2 separate regions of the Oryctolagus cuniculus genome follow, and region 2 is linked to region 1. Evidence: chromatin contacts called from public Hi-C data. All regions are on one chromosome and are shown on one strand. Each heading gives the region's core, a stretch centred on a gene start, on an enhancer-like site or on the middle of the called end of the contact. The rest is flanking DNA. Distances are from core to core; before and after follow the strand shown. Region 1 overlaps RNLS (renalase, FAD dependent amine oxidase). Region 2 has its middle 320 kb from the start of KLLN.

Evidence for each region. Hi-C and Micro-C count contacts between places; a contact is called where the count stands out from the background.
Region 2: a contact with region 1 is called in a Hi-C map of an unstated tissue, with 2.3 times the contacts expected there. The contact joins two enhancer-like sites. A contact is called at or near these places in 3 of 6 Hi-C or Micro-C datasets (psoas muscle, skin fibroblasts and an unstated tissue).

The regions. Positions count from the first base shown.
Region 1 is chr15:42,264,203-42,269,476 of mOryCun1.1, forward strand. All of the region lies in intron 4 of RNLS (renalase, FAD dependent amine oxidase), which reads left to right. Among named protein-coding and RNA genes, the nearest start is that of LIPJ, 210 kb to the left of the region's middle. Within about 2 kb of position 2,534, at least 2 of the 8 cell types and tissues checked have an H3K27ac peak or open chromatin away from gene starts, as enhancers often do.
Region 2 is chr15:42,494,653-42,499,926 of mOryCun1.1, forward strand. No RefSeq gene overlaps it. Among named protein-coding and RNA genes, the nearest start is that of KLLN, 320 kb to the right of the region's middle. Within about 2 kb of position 2,524, at least 1 of the 8 cell types and tissues checked has an H3K27ac peak or open chromatin away from gene starts, as enhancers often do.

The DNA.
Region 1 (5,274 bases), core at 1,284-3,783:
CTAATGAATAAAATACCTAGTTATTCAGGTGTTATGAAATGTGGTGGCTCCTGACATTCATTCTAGTAGTTTTGGGATTTCACACTATTATATCATTGCCCTTTCCTTGCAGCTTCTGCATGCTGTATCGCCAAATCTGCAAGCATATATTTTGAGGCATGTATTTCCTGCAGTCTTGCAATAGCAACAGCATCCTGCTTATAGTTGTAGACATTTATATTTAAAGTTATCCCATTTCATTTCAAAGAGGGATTCTCACTAGAGACTTAGCTTTTAAAATTTCGGAAGTTTATTCCACCAGAGGGCACCATGGTAAGCTTCACTAAGAGATCTGCCATCATTCAGCTAAGAAGTCCCCAAAAATCAGAATGTTGAAACAGATCATTGCCATTAAAACAGCAGTAACTTTGACAAAGACATTGATCTCATGATGGTTTTACAATATCTATAGAATGATTATTTTTTTCTAAGGGATGTTAATCACTCAGAGGAATAACTTTGACAAATCAAAGATGGATAACAAACATTGTATGCATTGTGTGAGCTCTGCAAATTGTCAACAAAACAGCCTGGTTCTGGCTCCAAAAGTGAATGAAAGTCTTTTGAATCCCAGGAAGAAAGCCAATATCATGCTCACTATGTGCTGATATACCTATGCTTAGTAAAGCTCCAGTGTCAAGGTGGATCTCAATTATTTACTAACAGACTTTGAGAGTGAATTTATACCACCCTCAACTCCCAAAGCAAACCAAATTATATTCCTTTTTCCAAAAGTTTCCACAGAACTTCCTAAGTGATGGCAGCTGTATCAGAGCTTACAACTCTAACAAGCATTAACAAACAATAGGATAGAAACAGCAAATAAGGTTTCTCCATGTAGATGACTCTTAGCTGTTAAGATGCAGAGTATGTTGATGTTCTGCTATTCCTTCATTCATTTGTGTCAACAAAGTTATGGAATGCCTCCTGTGCACTACTGATGAGGGGCCTGACGGAGAGAAACGGAGCTGGATGATTCACAAAGGGAAGACACATGAAAAGATGATAAACAGGAATCAAATAAAAATACATAATTTCAGATTGAGAAATCTCAGGGAGTTAATAAAAAGGTACTATGAGAGACTGAAGGAGAAATCTCACTCCAGCTTTTATTGGTGTAGATTACGTAGATAAGAAAAAGAGCAGCTATGTGATGACATGGAGATAGGGAGCAGCAAAATGGAAGGCTGTTCATCTGAAAAGAGTATAGTGCATTGATAACTAAAAGGAGGCCTCCACGGCTAGAGGAGTGAGTCACAAGCAGATTGAGGCAAGGTAAACTGGGGCCAAAGGATGGGGTTTTATTCTAAAGGCAAGTTTAAAGCAAGATGTTATGGTTCAGAGAATAAATCTGAAGGAAAGGAGACAAGAGTCAGGGAAGAGAGGATGCAAAACACCAGTCAAGTAGTCTAGGAAGCTATTAGAATGGCTCAGGAGGAGAAAATGATGATGATTGTGGGTATAAACAGAAGTAGCCTGACTCAAGACAGGAAAGGAATCTGCAGGACTGTGATCACCTAGTGCTGAGCTCCCAGCTCAAAACACAACCCTCATTTGTACCATGACTGTCTCCTCGTAAATACCTGTAGAGAGGTATTCTGTGTTTGCTTTTTTTTTTTTTTTGGCCAGGCAGAGTTAGACAGTGAGAGAGAGAGAGACAGAGAGAGAGTTATAGACAGAGAGAGACAGAGAGAGAAAGGTCTTCCTTCCGTTGGTTCACTCCCCTAATGGCCGCTATGGCTGGTGTTTCGCCGATCAGGAGCCGGGTACCTCCTCTCGGTCTCCCAAGCGGGTGCAGGACCCAAGCACCTGGGCCATCCTCCGCTGCCCTCCCGGACCACAGTAGAGAGCTTGACTGGAAGAGGAGCAACCGGGACAGAACTGGCGCCCCAACCAGGACTAGAACCCCAGGGTGCTGGGGCCTCAGGCGGAACATTAGCCAAGTGAGCCACGGCGCGGGTCTGTGTTTGCATTTTTAAGGTCTGTGGTCACAAAAGGTAGGGATTCCTTCACCTTCTTCTGATCTCTCACTAAACTGCAGGCTGTTGTGACTTGTGATCTTTTTTTCTATGATCAAAGAATTTGCTGTTCACTGTCTCAAAGGGCAACTCAAAAGCGTTATCTCCATTACACCTGTGTCACATTGAAAGTGTTGGATTTGTAGCTAGAAGACCTTGGCTATTTTTCTTACTAGCTGGATGACCTGGAACATGCTATTTAATTTCTAGGAGTCCCTAGGTTTTTATGAAGACAATATCAAGGATTATATGTAAAAGTATATTGTAAACTGCAAGCAGTTTACATAAGTAGATATATGCTATTCTTGTTCTCAGCTCAGGCACCACCTCTATTACAAATAAGATGCCATTCATTTTTGCCCTGTTCTCTTCCCTTTTCTTCTTGCCTGCTTCTAATATCTCATGTCCCTTCTGCCACATAAATTTGCTTTCCTGAAAAAGCCTGGTTATTTGGAGACATCATCAGCAGCCAATCAGAGCTCACCATTCCTTCTGGCTTGTAAGCCAATCAGATGTAAGCTCCAGGTCTCTTTTCAATGTTGCTAGGGCTTCAGGTCTACTTCTGAAAGCTGACTTGCTTTTTGCTAATATTCATTCTCTCTCTCTCTCTCTCTCTCTCTTCCTCCCTGCCTCCCCCCCCCCCCCCCCCCCCGCCTTTCTCCATCCCCAACCTCTCTTCTAGATTTGGAACAATTCCAAATACGTAAACCTTCCGGAAGTTTGGATTATGGATAAGCAAGGTTTGACTGTGTATTTTTTCCCTTGAGAAATAGAGGCCAGCTCTTCCATGTTCAATATTGAAATAAGTGTTTTAGCAGCTTAATGTCCCTTGGCTACATAAAATGTAGTTTTGTTTACCGGAGATTTTTGGTCTACAAATTGACTTCTATTCAGATGGACTAGAGCATAAACTGGCATTAAATTTGACAGTGAAACATCATATCACTTGAGTCTGTTACTGGGCTTTTCAAAATATGTGTAAAATATTTTAAAGCTCTTCCAGTTTTTAACTGATGACAGAAGATGATAAAGGCAATTATGGTTATTCTGCTCCTGTTTCTTGAACTTTCAGTGTTAGGATTATAGAGAAAACTCCAGTGATTTTGGTATGGGTGCCTCATCACTAAGTGGGTGTCCTTTCCGTACAACATTGTGTTTATCTAGGGAAACTAATTAATATGGGAATGATGGCTAGAAACCCTCCCTTTTCAGAGGATCCGAGGAGGGTCCATCTTTAAATGCTCTGTAGCTGGGTATATTAGGAAGATTCCCTTAACACAGAACAGCTCTGTCTTCCAAAAGCCTAAGACGTTTGATAAGGAAAAATAACTAACAAGTTATGCTTTTCTCATAACCTTTGCTACCTACTTAGAAACTGAAATAGTACAAGAATTCGCAGTTTAAAATGACCAGAGAAGTGGCAGAAAGCCAGAATTCTGTCAGGAGAGGCTTAGAAAAGCTTAATGATTAACAAATGGGTCACTGCCTTCAGGCTGTGACCTTCAGAATTAACCAATTTTAGCCTTTTGGATATGTTCCTTCAAGTCCCTGAGTATCAAGAACAAAACAATAATACTCCCTAATGGCATATTACCACCCATCCAAATAAAGGACCCTTAGCAGCCCAGGTTGCAGCGAGTAGCCTTTCGGATAGCCTGGAGTTGGTCCCTAACACATTATTCACAACTGTTAAATCATTTTTTTTTGTTAGAGTTTAGGGAAGGTCCTATGCACTACCACATATCCTGCAGGTGAAATGTACGAAATTCGGTTAACATGGTAACGGCTCTAAAAATACCTAGGCTACAGTTTAACCACAGAGTTTCCTCCTTAACGTAAAAGAGCCACCGTCAAGAGCTGTTCGAAAGTGCAACAAAAGCAATCTCTGTCGGACTTTGTGCAAGCCGGCTGTTAAATCAGGCCTGGCAATGACAATCTGCAGCCATTCTGCATCAAAGTAATAATTAAGTTTTGCAAGCCCAAACGGCAGAGAACAAGCCTGCTAAGAAAATGTTAAATTGATAAGCCTTTTTTTTTTCCCCTACCTCCAACCTGTTTTCTACCCCCACCCCCACCCCCAGGTGGACTAAGCAGGGCGTGGCAGGGACACGGAGACAGAGTCACCGCATTATAACCACAGAACCCCACCCAAAGAGAGGGGCCCAGGGGAGGAGGGGCAGGTTGCTTCAGTTCTCCCAGCAGCTTCTGCACCAGTTTCCCATAAAGGATGCAAGGGACTCAAAATCTTACTTCCTATGCGGGCCCTTTGCTTGGCAAACAGGGAGAGTGGGGTCAACCTTTTCCTTGGTGCCTTTGAAGTTAGCAATTTGGAAACACATTAGGGTCTTATGAAGAAAGTCTTAGCTATACTGTCATGTCTAAGCTGCCAGGCTTAATGAAAATACTTGATACCCAAATTAAAATTTCAGATAAATAATGAAAAAATTATTTAGTACAACTATATCTCATGTAATACTTGATACTTATGTAAAAAGATCATTGTTTATCTGAAATTCAAATTTGACTGGATATCCTGTATTTTATATGACAACTATAATAAGGTGTTTTTATTTCCTTCCTCCTTCATAGTCTATCTATCATGCAAACACAATTAACAAGTTGATTTTTACTTGCTGGCTGTTTGGGTTTTCTTTTGTTTTGCTTTGATGTTTTAAGCCCTGGAACAATTTTGAGAGGATAGGGGCCAGGGGAAATGAACTAGCATTTACTGAGCTCGTTCTTTTACCTCAAATTATACATTAGGCATGTTTGATGTATCATCTTTTTAATCTTCATATCATACCTTATGGTAGACTATTTATAAAACACATTTTATAGAGGAGGATACTGAGAGGTTAAATGACTTGACAAAGGTCACAGAGCTAACAAGTGGCAAAGCAGGAATAAGCTCAAGAGAGTATGACTGCAGATGGCTGTTTCAGCTTCTTAGGATATCTGCCTTTGTCATATTAAATGTAATATTTTACATGTTTGTTACATACAAGATTCTTTTTCTCAAACCAATAGCACAGATTTTGTACTATGTAAAAAATTCTAATTGTCAACAGAATTGGGAACTATTCTCCATCAATTTCTTCTAAAACAAACTTTTATTGACATTTTTCCTGTAATTGAATTTCTGACTGCTCTCCACTGCAGCTATTCCAAGTGCTTTCCATTTATTAATTAATTTAATGCTTAAATCAATCATGTGGTA
Region 2 (5,274 bases), core at 1,274-3,773, 230 kb after region 1:
TTCTTTCACTTGTGAAGAATTATTTAAGGTCAAGTCTCAATTTCCTCACTCTGGTTAAAAATTATTTGAGAGAAAGTAATATGATCATCTTGGATACCTTGCTTTTTCACTTGGTTCCAACTGTGTGCTCACCACCAGCTCATTCTATCCTTTGAAAAGCAAATGTATCAAGTCAAAAGAAGGAAGGATCACAACTCAAAATCGGTGGGACTGGAAGGCAACTGTGAGAGTGTAGGGCTGGTAGAGTTCTACCAAGAAGGTGTTGGAATATGAATCGGCTATGGCAGAAGATTCTTTCATGGTGGTTGGTGAAGGACTGACTATGTAATTAGAGGGTTTAATGGGTGAAGTAAAAAAAAAATCTAAAAGAAGCATCAACACTACAACATTTGATTGCAAACACATTGGTTCTGGGACTAAATAGAAAATCCTGCTAAGAGTTTGGGATAGTCTGTGTGAAATACAGTTGGAAAAGAAGTAATTTATGTTTATAAGCTGGATAAACTTGGATAACACAGAGATACTCTTAGGTTGAGTCATATGCCAGAGCAAAGATTACTAGAATTGACCATTGGAAACAGGAAATAGCCAGTAAAAAACTTGAAGCTGAACTTTTTAAAATTTTGGTGCAAAGCAAGTACACCAAAAGAAACAGACATTTTACATGAAAGGGGAAATCTATAAATGAAATAAAATATTCATAAATCCTGAAATTGTTCATATAATCCTGAGAAGCCTCCAACAAATGGCACTTCCTATCTTGAAGTGTCAGAAATTAGACCTGAAACAGCATGTTTTGTGCCAGGCAGCAGTTTTCCATTGGAGATGGTCATTGGGCCAGGTAGTTCTTACCCAGCAAAGAGAAAAATAGGAGCCACTGGGCATCTGTGGCAGGAACCATCCCAGTGATTTTGATCTTAGAAACAAAGTGACCGCACTTCACAATGATATGAAATAAAACAGAAGACATTTTAGATGTTTCCCTAGCAAAGATTTTTTAAAATTGTTTGAGGCAGAGAGAGAGAGAGAGAGAGTCATGAGTGCTCCCCCGTACCTTGCCCCATGTGCTGGTTCACTCCCCCAAATGTCTACTATGGTCGGCTGGGCCAAACTGAAGCCAAGAATGAGGAACTCAACCTGGGTCACTTAGTTTGGATCACTCACATGAGTGGTAGGAACTCAACTGATTGAGCCATTTCCTACTGCCTCTAATGGTGCTCGTTAGCAGGAAGTTGGAATGAGGTGTGAAGCCAGGACTTGCACCCAAGTACTTCAATATGGGCTGCAGGCATCCCAAGCAGAATCTTAACTGCTATGCTAAATGCCTCCCCCCTTTACCAAAGATGTGGAAGGAAGCATTTCTCCCCAGGGAGGAGTCAGGTCAATACCAAGAATATATTATAAATACCAGCAATGTCAAAAACTCAAGTTTATAATGATCTCCAAGGTCTTATAGCCTGTGGTCAGTACTAACAAGAAAAGCAGAATAAGACACTATGGAGGTCACAGAATTCATTACAGCCTGGGAAGGGGCTGGCCAGGAAAGCCAAGTGGGAAGATGAGGGTAAGTGATAGACTCTAGCGCGGTCCTATAAAGTAGTTCTAGAAACTATTAAAGCCATATATTTCAATAGGCATTTACAGTATACTTTTGCAAGCATTATCTCAGTTAATTTCAGGAACTGAAGGACCTTTCTTCAAATCCATTGTTTACCAATTCTTAGCCATGGTGATCTTGGGTAAGCCATTTCTGTTGGTTAAAGTTCCCTTACCTGTGAAATATGGACAATAAAAATACCTCTCAGAGTGGGCCTAGCAGGTAAGATGCCCACATCCCATATAGTAGTACCTCGGTTCAACTCCCAGCTCCAGCTCCTGATGTCAACTTCCTGCTGGTATAAACTCCGGGAGGCAGTGGTGGTGGGTGGTGGCTCAATTAATCAAGTCCCTGCCCCTGCCACAAAGGAGACGTGGGTTGTGTTCCCAGTTCCTGGCTTCACCCCTGACCAAGCCCCAGCCATTATGAGCATTTGGGGAATTAACTGGTACATAGAAATATTTCTCTCTTTCCACTCTAATTAATTAATTGATTTTTAAATAAATCTTGACTTCCAAATATTAACATAAGAATCAAAGTAATAACTATAAAGCATTTCCCCTTTGGCCTAAAAAAATACAGTGTTCAATACATTTCCCTTGTTTTTTTAAGGCCCAGGATAGGTTTTGCCATCTCTGCTATGGGTGAGGCAATGAATGTTCAAATGCGCCTTGCCATTTCTGTGAGAGTCCAGGCCCTCAGAGAAACTTTCACAATCAAAAACAACAAGGGTCTCAACAGTGGCATTCTGGAGTTCTATATCCATGTGTTTGTACCACGTCACAGCTGGAGAAGGTCAGAGGAGCAAATGAACTTCAGAAATTTAAACCAAAAGAAACTCTGGTAGAAAATCTTTCAGTGTTTGCTCTGCATCTCCACAGGCAGCACCATTCTGATTCCTGTCTGGAAAAGCTTTTGTTTTGTGGTTGGGGGGATCTCAGGAGACAGTAAAGTTGAAAAACAGAAGAGTGTTGCCCATGGGAGAAATACTTGCCATAAGAGGCTGGACACCTTCAAACACAGGGCAGTACTTTATAAAGATCTCCCCCCAAGAGCCAAAAAACCTAGCACACACGGCTGCCCCGTCACACCTCTCAGCCTATACCAGGAACACAGACTTTCTGGAATCTCCATGGACTGTGACTCATAGCGGAGAGAGCTGAGGACTTACTTCTTAATTAAAGCACCCAAGACTTCTTAAAGAATCACCATCAGCATTCCAATAAAAGCATCTCCGTGGATCACAAGCATCCCTACCTTTCTGCCCAGAGCACACTATATGTAACTTCGCATTTCCTTGCCAAAAGGAGAACATCAGCACAAACATCCATTTATTATACTGGACCACACGTACTTGTGTTCTTGGGATATTCTGAAGCACATCAGGCAGGGGTGTCTATCAAATTAGATATTTCCAGATTACTGAAGGAGCTCTCCTAGTACTTCTCTGGCATTCTTTTGATATTTTTGTCTTGTTGATTAACACAAGTGCTGTCTTGCCTTTGCCTGCCCATATTTGTCATTTGTCCTCTCAAACTTCTTTAACTTTCCTTTTCTCATCTACTATAGATAGCTAAGTTTTTTTTAAAAAAAGAGAATTTTAAAAAGGTTATAAAATAAGTACAAATAACACTTTTAAAGGGTAAGTTTTACGATATGTGAATTATATCTCAATAAAACTATTTTTAAAGTGCATTGCAGACTATAAAATCTTACAAATGGTAAGATATCACATCACTCTGTTTACATTGACAATAAACTGTTTCACTCTTTCATTTAGAAATAAAAAACAAAACAAAACAAAACAAAAGTGGGCTCTGGGTGAAGCATTCCTCATAGGTATTATGCCTAAGAGTTACTTTGTATGATCTCCTGCAACATTTGGTGTTTATTTAGGTGTTTTGTTGGCTTTATTCTTAATCCTGACAGTGAAATTAATTTTAGTAAGATATAGTATGACTGCACTTTTCTTAGTCAAAGTCTCATCTTTCGCTCATTCATTTGCTGTTTTTTGGATAGCCTACTATGTGCAAGGCCCTAGGTATTAACATGAATTTCTGTGACTCATGAGCAAATGGCCCTTGTATGGATTTCAGGTGTAAATCTCTAGGAATTATGAGTTTTAATGCTTCCTTGATTTTTTTTCCCATAATAACTTTAGGACTCCTGAATCCAATCATTCTCTAGGGATGCATCATAGTCCACCAATTAGGAGCCAGCCCTTTGTTAGAGAATAAATGCATTGGGTAGGCATCTCTGATCAGAGGGGAAAACATAGAAGTAATCAAAGAGCCACTTTTAGTTGTTGCATTCTCTAGTAGTTTCCCAGGGAGCACCTAGAACCTTGTTACTCAAAGCAGGTTTTCTCAGAACAGCAGCAGTAGCATCACCTGATAGTGCATCAGAAATGCAAAACCTTTGGCTCCGCCTAAGACCTATTAAATTAGAAGAAGCTTTTTAACAAGATGATTCATACTCTCATTAAAGTTTGAGAAGTGCTGATCTAGATAATATTGCACAGAGCATGCTCTGAACACCTGGCCCTTCACCCACTGCAATAATCACAGCTTTCAGATCCGTAAGATGAACAATGCCCAACATGAGAGACCACCATTTGACACAGACCCATCCCACTGACCAGGAGGCAGAGATGGTCTTGGGGATGCTGAACAGATGTTCAGCATTCCCCTTGAACAGGCAGAGACAATTGTTGTCCTCTTCACCGTGCCTGTCAGATTCAATAACTCCTCTCTGGTGACTCATCTCTTCATACACATGTGTTCTAATTTTCTTGAAAGACCAGGTTGTCAGTGCATTCAAAGCTGGGTCTTTCCCTTTGTTGCAAAATTTCACCTTTATTCCTGGAAATACCCTTCAGCTTAATTTTTTCTCTGCTTTCATTCATCCACTCATTCACTCTAAAAGCACTTACCAAGTGCTTACTACAAGCATACTCTGCATTTTCCTTTCAATATCCACTTTGTAAACATTTCTATGCCAATCGGCCTCTCTAGTCTATAGTAATCAGCTTCCCTGCTTTCCTTTAGCATTTAGTTACTACTTCTTACATAACACTAGAAAGACACTTTTAAAGTAAAAAATATGACCTCTGTCCTTACAGAACTAAAACTATAATTGAGAAGTCAAGGTGTAGAGTTTGAAACAGATGAACAAATTTTCAAGCCCACAAAGGGTTGATTTGTGCTGTACTAGAACAGGACTGAATCGTGCATGAGTCAGGAGTTCATGAGCTCACTTCAGGGCCCTAGGCAAGTCTCTTTGTCCTTCTAATCTTTAATTTTCTCAACTAATTAAAAAATATTATTAAGGCATCTGATCTTAAAAAGTATCCCTTCTTTAGGCCAGCATGATGATTTCAGAATTAAGCTGTGGTTTGCAACCCCAGCATCGCACACTGGAGTGCTGGTTTGAGCCTCGGCTACTCCTTTTATGATCCAGCTTCCTACCAATGGGAAAGGAAAGGCAGTGGATGATGGCCTATATACCTGGGCCCTTGCCACCCACGTGGAAGACCCAGATGGAGTTCCTGGCTCCTGGCTTCACCTGGCCCAGGCAGGCCTGAATACTGCAGCCATTTGAGTGAATCATTGGAGATGGAAGATCTCTGTGTGTCTCTTCTTTCCCCCTGTCACTCTGCCTTTCAAATAAATAAATAA